Regions from separate parts of the Mus musculus genome. Here regions 1 and 3 are each linked to region 2. A link is a contact called in public HiChIP or PLAC-seq and promoter capture Hi-C data. All regions are on one chromosome and are shown on one strand. The core of a region is the stretch at or near the end of the contact, and the rest is flanking DNA. Distances in the headings are between cores, read along the strand shown. Region 1 holds the start of Mylk (myosin, light polypeptide kinase). Region 2 holds the start of Pdia5 (protein disulfide isomerase associated 5). Region 3 holds the start of E130310I04Rik (RIKEN cDNA E130310I04 gene).

Region 1 (3,500 bases), core at 934-3,433, 710 kb before region 2:
AGACTGTTCTTTATAATGAACTTTCTGTTTAATGTAGGTAATTGGATCTTCTTTCCTTTGTCCTCAATTCATTAAGACAATCCATCTCACCACACATTCAATGCCCTCTGACTCATTGATCACCAGCCTTTCATCCCTTCCCACCAGGATGGGTGGTGACGGCAGTACAGTCTTCTGCTCAGAACCATGAAATTTGTATTAGCATCCTGACCTCTGCCCCAGTACGAAAGCAACGAACGGCCTTTGACTGCACTTTAGTATTTCGATGGTTTCTTAAAACAGATGCTGATATTAAAAGAGACCAAATGGTAAATGTTTCTTCTTGAGTGTCCAGTGGTGCTCAGTCTATGGTGATGTGTACTCTCGCTCTGTAGGAAGCCTTTACGAATTCAGTTGGGGGGGTGGAGTAGGGGGACATGTTCTCTCATGCCTCTCATCAGCTTTGCTCCAGAAAAAGTGAACTTTTTTTTCTTTTGGTTGCTCCCAAGTGTCATGAAACTTGGGAATAGATGGAATTATTGGCAGATTGAAAAGTTAGCTTAGAATGAGCCTTTCTACACGTACTCTTAAATGCTCAGTAGCTCCGTTTCATGTTTTCTTGTGACTTCAAGACCTTTGAAAGAAGGAATATGAAGAGTCCATGGAACAGGGAAGTACTAATGATTGTAGCCAGGAGAGGCTTATTCTAGGCCTGAGAGTGGGAGTGATGGAATGTCCAGGGGCCTGGCCCTGACTGGGTCTATCTAAGGTGTGGTGGCTCTGAGAATAGAGGAGAGGCATGGTGAGCTTAGAGGCCTCTCTAGCTGGCAGATCATGGAAAGTGACTAGAGAGGATGTGGTACCAGCTCCACACGTGTGGAAAGAGGAGCTAAGGTCAAGGAATTCTCCGCCAGCAGCAGAAGAGCTGAGCTTCCGCTTTGTCTTCCGTCTGACTTAGCACAGAAGAGAAGCAGAAATGCCCATCCTGACTGTGTCCACTTGGTCTTGTGGCCAAATAGGACAAAGTTGGTGCTTCCTGCCAGATGGATGGAGTATCCAGCCAGGAGACCGAGGTAGGCCCAGCCATTGCATTCCTCTAAGAGCCCAGTTACTCACAGTTCTTTAGAATGTGCCTCAAAGTAGGAAGGAAGCCATCAACTCTGTGTGAAGGAGCCCTCTGGGGCTCCTTTGTGCTTCATTAAGGGACCTCACAAGGATCTTTCATTCTGTAGCCTCCTGGCTTCCCATATGCCATGATGAGAGCCCATTTCCCTTTAGGTTTGCCCTTCATAAAGTAGCATAGCTCAGGAAAGGTAGAAACAAGCTACAGAGGGCAAAATCCACGAACCTGCACTTTGAGAGAAATGGGTCTTCTAAAGGCATTAGTTTCCCGCGTAAAAATGTAAAATTTGCCTCCAGAAGGAGCAAAGGTCTCTGAAGAAAGGAGACGAGAGACCTTTAGTGTCCTGGACTTGATGGAGTGGGTGGACTCTGTCGGCTGCCTTGATGTGAATTCTAGAGAAACAAAGAACAGAGGCCCAGTCTGTCAGAGGGACACTTGCCTCTGAGGCCATTCTTCTTCCACACTGTATTATTTTCTTTTAGCTCTGTCAGCCCTTTATCCGTGGCAGTGTCTCTCAAGCCAGGCCTCAGCTTACCCAGGCAACTTCTCCAGAAGACCCTGTCATCCATCTATACCTTCACTGCCTGGAGGTGGCACCCAAAGCCCTTCTCCCTCACCCTCGTCAGAACCAAAGCCCTTCTCCCTCACCTGTGCCAGACCCCTTTCCAGTCCTTCATCCTGACCAGAATACTGCCCATCAGTCTTCCATGGTGAAGAAGGCTCTTCTTGGAACTGTTGTTTCTGAACTCCAAGTTTGTAGCACCCCTTACTATCACCTGTGAGACTTCCTTGAGCACAAGGTAATGTTCCTGGCTGCTCTTATACTCTTTGACATGTCTGTCTCTGATTGGTTTGTCTTTCCTTTCTCCTTTTTTTTCCTTTTCTTCTCCCCACCCCTGTGGCTTCTGAGCTGCAGTTCAGAACATTCCCTGGTACGTGCAGGGCCGGAAGCAGTTCTCCAGGCCCTTCCCTGGCCCTCCTACCAGTTACCACAGCCGACCACAGAGAAGGCACTGGTGAGTCAGCAGGGCTTAAGTACTGCTGCTGTTGACCATTCTGCCTCAGGATCCTGGAGAGCTGTAGAGGGGAACTCGTGTCTCTGCCTGGGTTTCCAAGAGAGCCTTTATGTGAAAGCATGTCTGGCCAGTTACCTGGGAAGGTGAGAGTACAATGATTTTTTTAGAATTACTTGTTGGCCTTGGCTTAGCCAGTAAAAATTTAGAGTCAATGAGAAGTGTCATTGGGAGCAGCCAGGACAAAATCTGAAAGGGTGGAGGGGTGGGGAGGGGGCTTCCAGCTTCTGCTAGAGATTATTCATGCATGAGTCCTGAAACTTCCCCTCCCGACTTTCCAGGGCACCCCTCTGATGAACTCTGCCCAATTTTGAATTCTCTTTTGTCTTTGTAGGGAGGCAGACCTCCTTGGTTTGGAGGATATAGTGGGACCCTGTTACTGAGCCTATAACCACAGCTGGTTGTATGTCAGTGAGCTGTTTCAGGTTGCCTGAGAGAACACACACACACACACACACACACACACACACACACACACACAGATCGCAGATGTGCTCGCCTTCTGTTTATGGAGAAGGCTCTTGTAGTAACAGACACAGAGAAAGCCTGTTGAACACAGATGGTACCTTTTGTGGCCAGTTGTACAGTAGCAAATATTCTCAGGTTTCAAAACCATGGGTCATCCTTTGGTATTTTGTGTATATAACCTGTGTCATGTACATATATAACTTTCTATTGTTTCCACGGTGAGGGAGGTGAGTTCCCTTTGCCACCTTAGGTTCTACCTTATTTTTGAGACAAGATCTCTTTCTGAGGGGCTGGCAAGATGGCTCAGTGGTTAAGAGCGCCGACTGCTCTTCCGAAGGTCCTGAGTTCAAATCCCAGCAACCACATGGTGGCTCACGACCAGCTGTAACGAAATCTGATGCCCTTTTCTGGAGTATCTGAGGACAGCTACAGTGTACTTACATATAATAAATAAATAAATCTAAAAAAAAAAAAAAAAAAAAAGATCTCTTTCTGACCCTGGAGCTCCACATTCTCTCTAGACTACTAGACTAGCTGGCCATCAAGTCCCAGAGATCCTCCTATCTCTGCTTTCCCAGAGCTGGGCTTATGGTGCACACCCCTGGGCCTAGGTTTGACATGGGTACTGGGGATTGACCTGAGGCTCTGGGGTTTATGTAGCAAGCACTTTACTGACTATAGATTGTAAATCATGTCCTCTAGATAGCAATCAAACGGTCCCTGAGAAGTTTGGAAAGTCATGTCTTCACCTAGGGCCAGGATGTCCCAAATCCCATTCCTTTGACCAGTAACCAGAGTCCTACAGGCTCAGTTCCCGGTATTACAAGCTGCTGACTGTGAGGCAGGGGTTCATCTTC
Region 2 (3,165 bases), core at 379-2,878:
GGCCCCAGGGGCTCTCCCTTGGCAGACTCTCCCTCTCAGAGATGTGACCTCTCCCTGTGGGGACTCTCCACCTCAGATAATGTATGGCTCTCCTGTGGCAGGCTGGCAGCAGTTAGGGTATTAGCTCTTGTCCTTCGAACAGTATTTGCTCACAGGATTGACTGCTGTTCAGCCGAGGGCAACACCTGAAGGCAGGCGCAGAGTGTAGTTTGCTCCCCACCCAAAATTCAACCCGGTGGCAAACAATGTGGTTGATAAATGTTTACAGAGTAAAAGGTCAGTCCCCTGGGCTCTTGTTTTTACTGAAGGGAGGGAAAAAGGAAGAAAGCAAAACCCTCCTCCCTCAGAGTTCAAGGACTGACATCCTGATGGGAGTCAGCCCAACTGGCTCCAGGAAACTTATGTCAAACATCATGGCACACCACCAGCACCCCAAAGCTTCGCGGTAACCTACTAGATCTCTCCTAGACGGAGGATGCAGAACTGGGAACAGGGAGCTTCCTTTGACACCTTCTTCCACATAACAGAAAACTCGATGTCACTCCTTTAACTGGTGATCCCAAAGGACAGGGCACTGCGGAGTTCAAGCGTTTAGATCTAATCACCCCTCCCTTTCCACCACACCCCCCCCCATCTGCCCAGCATCCTTGCCACACCCAAAGGGAAAACAGTGGAGTGGTAGGGGCAAGTAAGTCTTCCGAACTTGGTGATAGTGGCGGTGGCCATAAGGAGATGGACCCAACACAAGGGAGACAAGAAGTTACGAGAGAGATGTGGAAGAAGGCAACTACATCCTGTCACACACCCACAACCACACCTCAGCCCCAGGGGCAAACCCGTCCCCAGTCCCCACTTCTTCTCGGGGGATGCTTGTTCGGGAAAGTCCTCCCATCCCCACATAGTCTGCACCACGGTTCACCCCTCCTCCACTTCTGTATCACTCCGGTATCATTTTGCAGTCTCCGGAGCTGGTTCCACCGACTCCTCAGCCGACCCGTCTGACAACCTCCTTAGCGGGTATCTTTACGGTTTCCCATCTCATAGAAGGAACGCAGACACGTTTACAGATCCAGGGCGCCACACACACAGCTCGAAAGTGGCCGGGGCTGGAGCCGGCATCACCGTGGGAGCAGAACTCTTGGAGGTGGTGACCCCACCCAACCCGTCACGCGCCCTTTCTCCGGGGGTCCAACCCACGAGCAAGTGTTCCTGCTGCGCAAGTGGAAGGCAGCCTCCACCCCACACTCACACAGGTGCAAGCACCGCCCGGGGAGTCCTGCTTAGGCTAAGGACATCCCAGACCTGCGTCCCCGCAAAGTTGTGCGGGAGCGCGAACCCGGAGAGAGGGATCACCCGGCCCGGCCCCAGTGGAGAGCAGAGGACCAAAGACCCTATTGCCACCCGGCGAGCACGCCCCCAACCAACCCGGACCGCGCGCTCCCACGGCCATGCGGGACGCACGTGTCGCCGGCCCACAGCCTCACCCCAATCGCCAGTAGCAGCCCCCACGCCCGCGCCATCCCCGCCGCCTCCTGCCGTCTGCACCCGGCTCCCGCGCACGCCTGCCAGCTCCACCTCGGCCAACAGCTACGGCCACTTCACAGCCGCTCCCCGCCTCCGAGTTCCCGGTGCCACGTCTGCCAAAGCATGCGCACCAGGCTAGGAGAGGCGGCCCGGGAAGGAGCCTGCCGGGAGTTGTAGTTCACGAGAAGCTCGGGATGCCTCTGCCTCGGACTTTGCCTGAGGACGCAGAGTAGCAGCTGTGAGGATGGGGGGCAGGGAGGCTGGGGAGTAGGGACAGTTGTTCACTAAGGAGCCTTGCTCTGTGCCCGCAGAATCAGAACCAACAACTCACTCTGCCCCCAGAAGTTAGTTTCCCCACCCCGAGGATTAGCAGGCAACCCAGAGAATTCCAGTCATTTGACTGTAGGTACTAATTGTAAAGTCTATGATGGCCTGTGGAGGATGGAAAATGCCATCTGCTCCCGAGGCTTTTTTTTTCCCCTTGACAAAACATTATTGAGGTGTCGGGAAAACAATTTAGAGAGCCCAAAAAATATTAAGTATAGATCACCACACTATCCCCTTACTCCTTAACCATATACTCAAAAGAATCGAAAAGTGTGTTCAAGTAGTACTAGCACACCAATGTTCCTAGCAGCGCTGTTTATGATAGTCAAAGAAGAAAGAAAGGAAGAAAGAAAGAAAGAAAGAAAGAAAGAAAGAAAGAGTGAGTCTAAATATCCTCAAAAGACAAATACAGAAAATGTGATATACACCGGTACAACGGAATACTATTCATCCAATAAAAAGAAATTCACACAACCATGTTAACAAATATCAAAAATATATGATGCTGATTCTTAAAAAGCCAAATGCAAAATGTTGTATATTGTATGATTGCATTTATATAAAATATACAAAAATTGGAAAAAATGGTTTTGGTTTTGTTTTTTTTTTTTTGGTTTGTTTGTTTGCATTTTGTGTAAACAGATTACTCTGACCTGGGGAATGGAGGAAAGGAATTTCAGTTCAGAAATCCATTGATGAGGATGAAAATCTTTCAGAGCTAGATAAAAGGGGAAGCAGCACAGCATTATGAATGTATTAAATGCCACCAAACTGTATCATTTAAATAGTTAATTGATGTTAAATGAATGCTAATTACCTGAACAAAAAATGTAAAATGGGAGCTGGACAATGGGTACATTATTTAGGAGCACTTGCTGCTGTTGGCTCCCACATAGCAACTAACAACCATCCTGTAACCCCAATTCCAGGGTATCTGATCTCCAAGGGCACAAGATATGATTGTGGTACTCCTACATATGGGTAGGGTGGTGCACGCCTTTAATCCCAGCACTCGGGAGGTAGAGGCAGGCGGATTTCTGAGTTCGAGACCAGCCTGGTCTATAAAGTGAGTTCCAGGACAGCCAGGGCTATACAGAGAAACCCTGACTCGAAAAACCCAAAAAACAAACAAACAAAAACCAACAACAAAAAAAAAAAAAAAAAACACCCATAGACATAAGACAGGTCTTTTATGTACAACAAAACAAAAAATCCTCTTTTGAATCCTCTTTGTCACGCGCACCATCAGCTTGTCACTTCATTTAGGAATGTTTGTTGGACAACTACTCCGTCATAAGGATGCAAATGGAGAAT
Region 3 (3,194 bases), core at 300-2,799, 530 kb before region 2:
GAGGCATTAGACTCCTCTGAACTTGGTGGCCTCCAGACCTCCAGGTACCTGTACACCATGCCATCAATGGCTCCTGTACCTTGAGGAGGGTTCTTTTCTTTGGTCCAGTTCCCAGGTTCTCAGGACTCCACCATCCTCAGCTCACTCAGCTTTTCATCCCCCGCTTGTTCCAACAGCACAGGCATTACCCCACCCCCACCCCCTGCATCGATTGGCCTTCCTGCAGTGCTCTGCTTTCTGTGCCCCAGCCCCTGGGCTAACCCGGTGGCAGAGCAGCCTCACCCCTTGGCCTCTGGCCCTCTGCAGCTACCTGCCCCTTAATCCCATGTTGCTTGGTCTAGAGAGACTGTTTCTCTAAGGTCACTGTGATTGCTAACCCTAAGTTCTTCCCCTTTCTATATCTCTGAGTTCCCAGTAAGCTGAACCCCTATTTAGACCGAGTCTCAAGATTTGGTGTTGCCTTCTTTCCTAGTAACTGTTTTTACGTTCCGATCTGTCTTCTGACACATCTAAATCGCTTTCTATGTGGCTTCCTCCCATGGGTGATGCTCACTGTTTTCCCTCGGTCATGGTTCCCCTTGTGGCAGATGCATATAGTACAGTAGAGGGACACAAGAAGGTGCAGCTAGGGGGACAGTAGACTGTGTTGTATGCCTGTGTGGGCCTCCATATATGGGGCTCCTGAAAGACTTTGGCCTGGTATTTAATTGCATACACATTAGATTTGAGTAGGTTTTCCAGTCAATCTTGGCTTTCAAGCTTACAGGGTTTCAATTAGACAAAGGGGCTCCTTTGGGTTCAGTGTGAAGACTAGTCCCCAACTTCACAGCAGGGCTCACACCTACAGAACAAAAGAGTGTTAGAAAGGATTCATGAGCCACAGCGGGGATCTGAGGAATGTCCCAAGCATGAAGTTGGCAGTTGGAGAGGACTCAGAGGCTCTCTTAGTGCTGTCACTCTGTGGTCCCTAACTTTGGTCCCAGTCTTCCTTCTCCATCTTTATCTCCTATCCTCACCTTAGGCCCAAAGTGGATAGGTATGTCTCCAGCCATGCAGAAGGGAAACTAAGGGAAGAACTCATTTCAGACTCTCAAAAGCCTGCCCTCCAGATGTGCCCATGGCCTGTGGATGGCTAAAGAGTGAAGAATCTCTCTAAGACAGAGAAACCTCTTCCTCAGCCTTCCCATCTATCTGCCCCTGTGTGGGGTCAACAACTTTAAACTGCCTTTCTGAAACCAGTGCCCCCTACCCCAATCGGGGCCACCCCGGGCCGTGCCACACTCCCCTTCCCCCAGCCCCACTGCGGGAGCTGCAGTTCTGACCTTTTATGGTTGAGTTTCTCATTCTCCACTGCCGGTGCTGACAGGGCCATCGGTGTGGCTGCCTGCCAGCTGGCAGGAGCAACATGTTAAATGCCGTCCTAGGAGGGGAATGGAATGGGGAGCAGGCTCTCTGTCTGCCTCCCCCACCCCAGAGCTAAGAATAGAATCGCTCAATAAAATGAGGACTCGTATTGATGGCCACAGCACAGCTACATCCATTCAAAGCCCATGAATTTAGACTTAGGCCAAAGTAAACCAGGATTAACCTGATTTACCTGTGTGTCTCCAGGGACATCTGCATATTATCTGATTGGGGTTTATTAAGTAGATATAAACACAAATGAGATAAAGTAGATATTGTTCCACCTATTCTGGACAGTTTTCAAGCACTTGAAACGCATCCACTTGATGGGCCGACTAAATAAGGCCACTTAAAAGTGACTTGTGCTCCTTAGCTGCAGAAGTCTCTTGTGGCATATTCTCTGAAGAGCTGCCTTCTTTTCAGATCACTCAAGAGTCTCATTTTCAAATCAACAAAAGCTAGCCCTTCCCCCCCCCCAAGTTGGTTTAAGTGAGGGATACTTAGCTATTTCCGAGGCTAATTATTGTATTTTAAGAAGCAGCATAAGAATGAGGTTTGCAGCCTGGCCTGGGCCTGCGCCTGCGCCTTCTGGGCTGTTCTGTGTGACCTGGGAGAGGATGAGGGAGGAGCAGGGGATCCAGATGGATTCTTTAATGTCACTCACCCAACACAAGAATAACAGGCCTCCTCCTAACTCTAAGGGAGAAAAACAAAGTATCAAGAACCCAACCTACACCAACTACATTCTGAGTTTAAAGCTGATGTGATTTGGAAGGGCTGGAGATACGCCTTAGAGATTCCCGGCTTACCAGTGTAAGCATGACACTAGCTTGGTCTCATTCTGCCTGACAGCATAGAAAGGACGGAACCCTGTCTGGATGCACAGGGTTGTGGGACTCTCCTGTGGCTTTGTCCATGACTAGTGAGTGTTCCGGCTTGCTCTGATAATGCACCCTGACTAAAAGCAACATAGGGAGAAAAGAGTGGATTGGCTCACAATTCTGGCTTACAGTCCACCATCTCAGGGCTAGGCTAGGCTAGAACTCAGGTCGCTAGTCATTTCACATTCATGGCCAAGAGCCGAGAGACCAAATGCATCGCGGTGTGCTCTCTTGCTCTCAGTTAGCTTACTCCCCTCATACTATCCGGTTTGCCCTGCCTAGGGAATCTACAGCCACAATGGCCTGAGTCTTCCTGCCTCAGATAACAGTCAAGACATTCCCCATAGATACACCCACAGGCCAACCTGATCTGTGTAATTCCTTGTTAAGGCTTTCTTCCCAGTTGATTCACGGTTGTATCAGACTGACAGTTAAAACTAACCAGCACCGTGAATTCAGCCTCAGCCTCAGCCTCTTAGAGCCTCTTTCCAAGCGTGTGCCGTAGTTTAGGCCAGTAGCTGTTGGATTCAGGATCAGTGCTTGGCCATCTCTGCAGGCCCAGCCCAGACAGACATGGTGTGGGCAAACACAAAGAGGGCAAAGGGAAGCCGGGCTGTTGGGAAGCATCACAGACAAGGTTCTCTGGTTTCCCAGCAGTAGCCACCCTCTACTGAGCACAAACTCTTGCAGCTGGAAGGATTTCCCATTCTGCCAGCCATGTCTCCAGGGAGCCCTGGGAGAATTCCGAGGAAGCATGGGTCCAGCCGTAGCCAGCGAGCCAGTCTCTTGTTTGTCAGGCACTGTCCAGGCCAGATGTGTCTGTCTTTAGCAGAGAGGCTCATGGGAGAACCCTGGTCCCACCCGGTAGTTAGTTCAACTCATGTGGGCTCTGTACTTGGAAAGGATAAA

The links. Promoter capture Hi-C pulls out the DNA fragments that hold promoters and counts their contacts. HiChIP or PLAC-seq counts read pairs in DNA pulled down with a chosen protein or histone mark.
Region 1: a FOXA1 HiChIP or PLAC-seq map of pancreatic cancer cells shows a contact between it and region 2. The contact joins the promoter of Mylk here to the promoter of Pdia5 in region 2. A contact is called at or near these places in 1 of 115 datasets of contacts at active chromatin or transcription factors (pancreatic cancer cells) and 1 of 9 other capture datasets (embryonic stem cells).
Region 3: a promoter capture Hi-C map of liver shows a contact between it and region 2, with 2.9 times the contacts expected there. The contact joins the promoter of E130310I04Rik here to the promoter of Pdia5 in region 2. A contact is called at or near these places in 8 of 39 promoter capture datasets (the 3T3-L1 cell line, 3T3-L1-derived adipocytes, embryonic stem cells and 4 more), 2 of 115 datasets of contacts at active chromatin or transcription factors (embryonic stem cells and stem cell-derived neural progenitor cells) and 1 of 9 other capture datasets (embryonic stem cells).

The regions. Positions count from the first base shown.
Region 1 is chr16:34,782,767-34,786,266 of GRCm38.p6, forward strand. Mylk (myosin, light polypeptide kinase) reads left to right here and starts at 2,184. Exons shown (of 32, transcript NM_139300.3): 1 at 2,184-2,261. The coding sequence starts at 2,238.
Region 2 is chr16:35,489,245-35,492,409 of GRCm38.p6, forward strand. It overlaps Pdia5 (protein disulfide isomerase associated 5), which reads right to left and starts at 1,629. Exons shown (of 17, transcript NM_028295.1): 1 at 1,485-1,629. The coding sequence starts at 1,520.
Region 3 is chr16:34,957,445-34,960,638 of GRCm38.p6, forward strand. E130310I04Rik (RIKEN cDNA E130310I04 gene) reads right to left here and starts at 1,550. Exons shown (of 4, transcript NR_045723.1): 1 at 1,323-1,550. The region is part of intron 21 of Mylk (myosin, light polypeptide kinase); the gene reads left to right.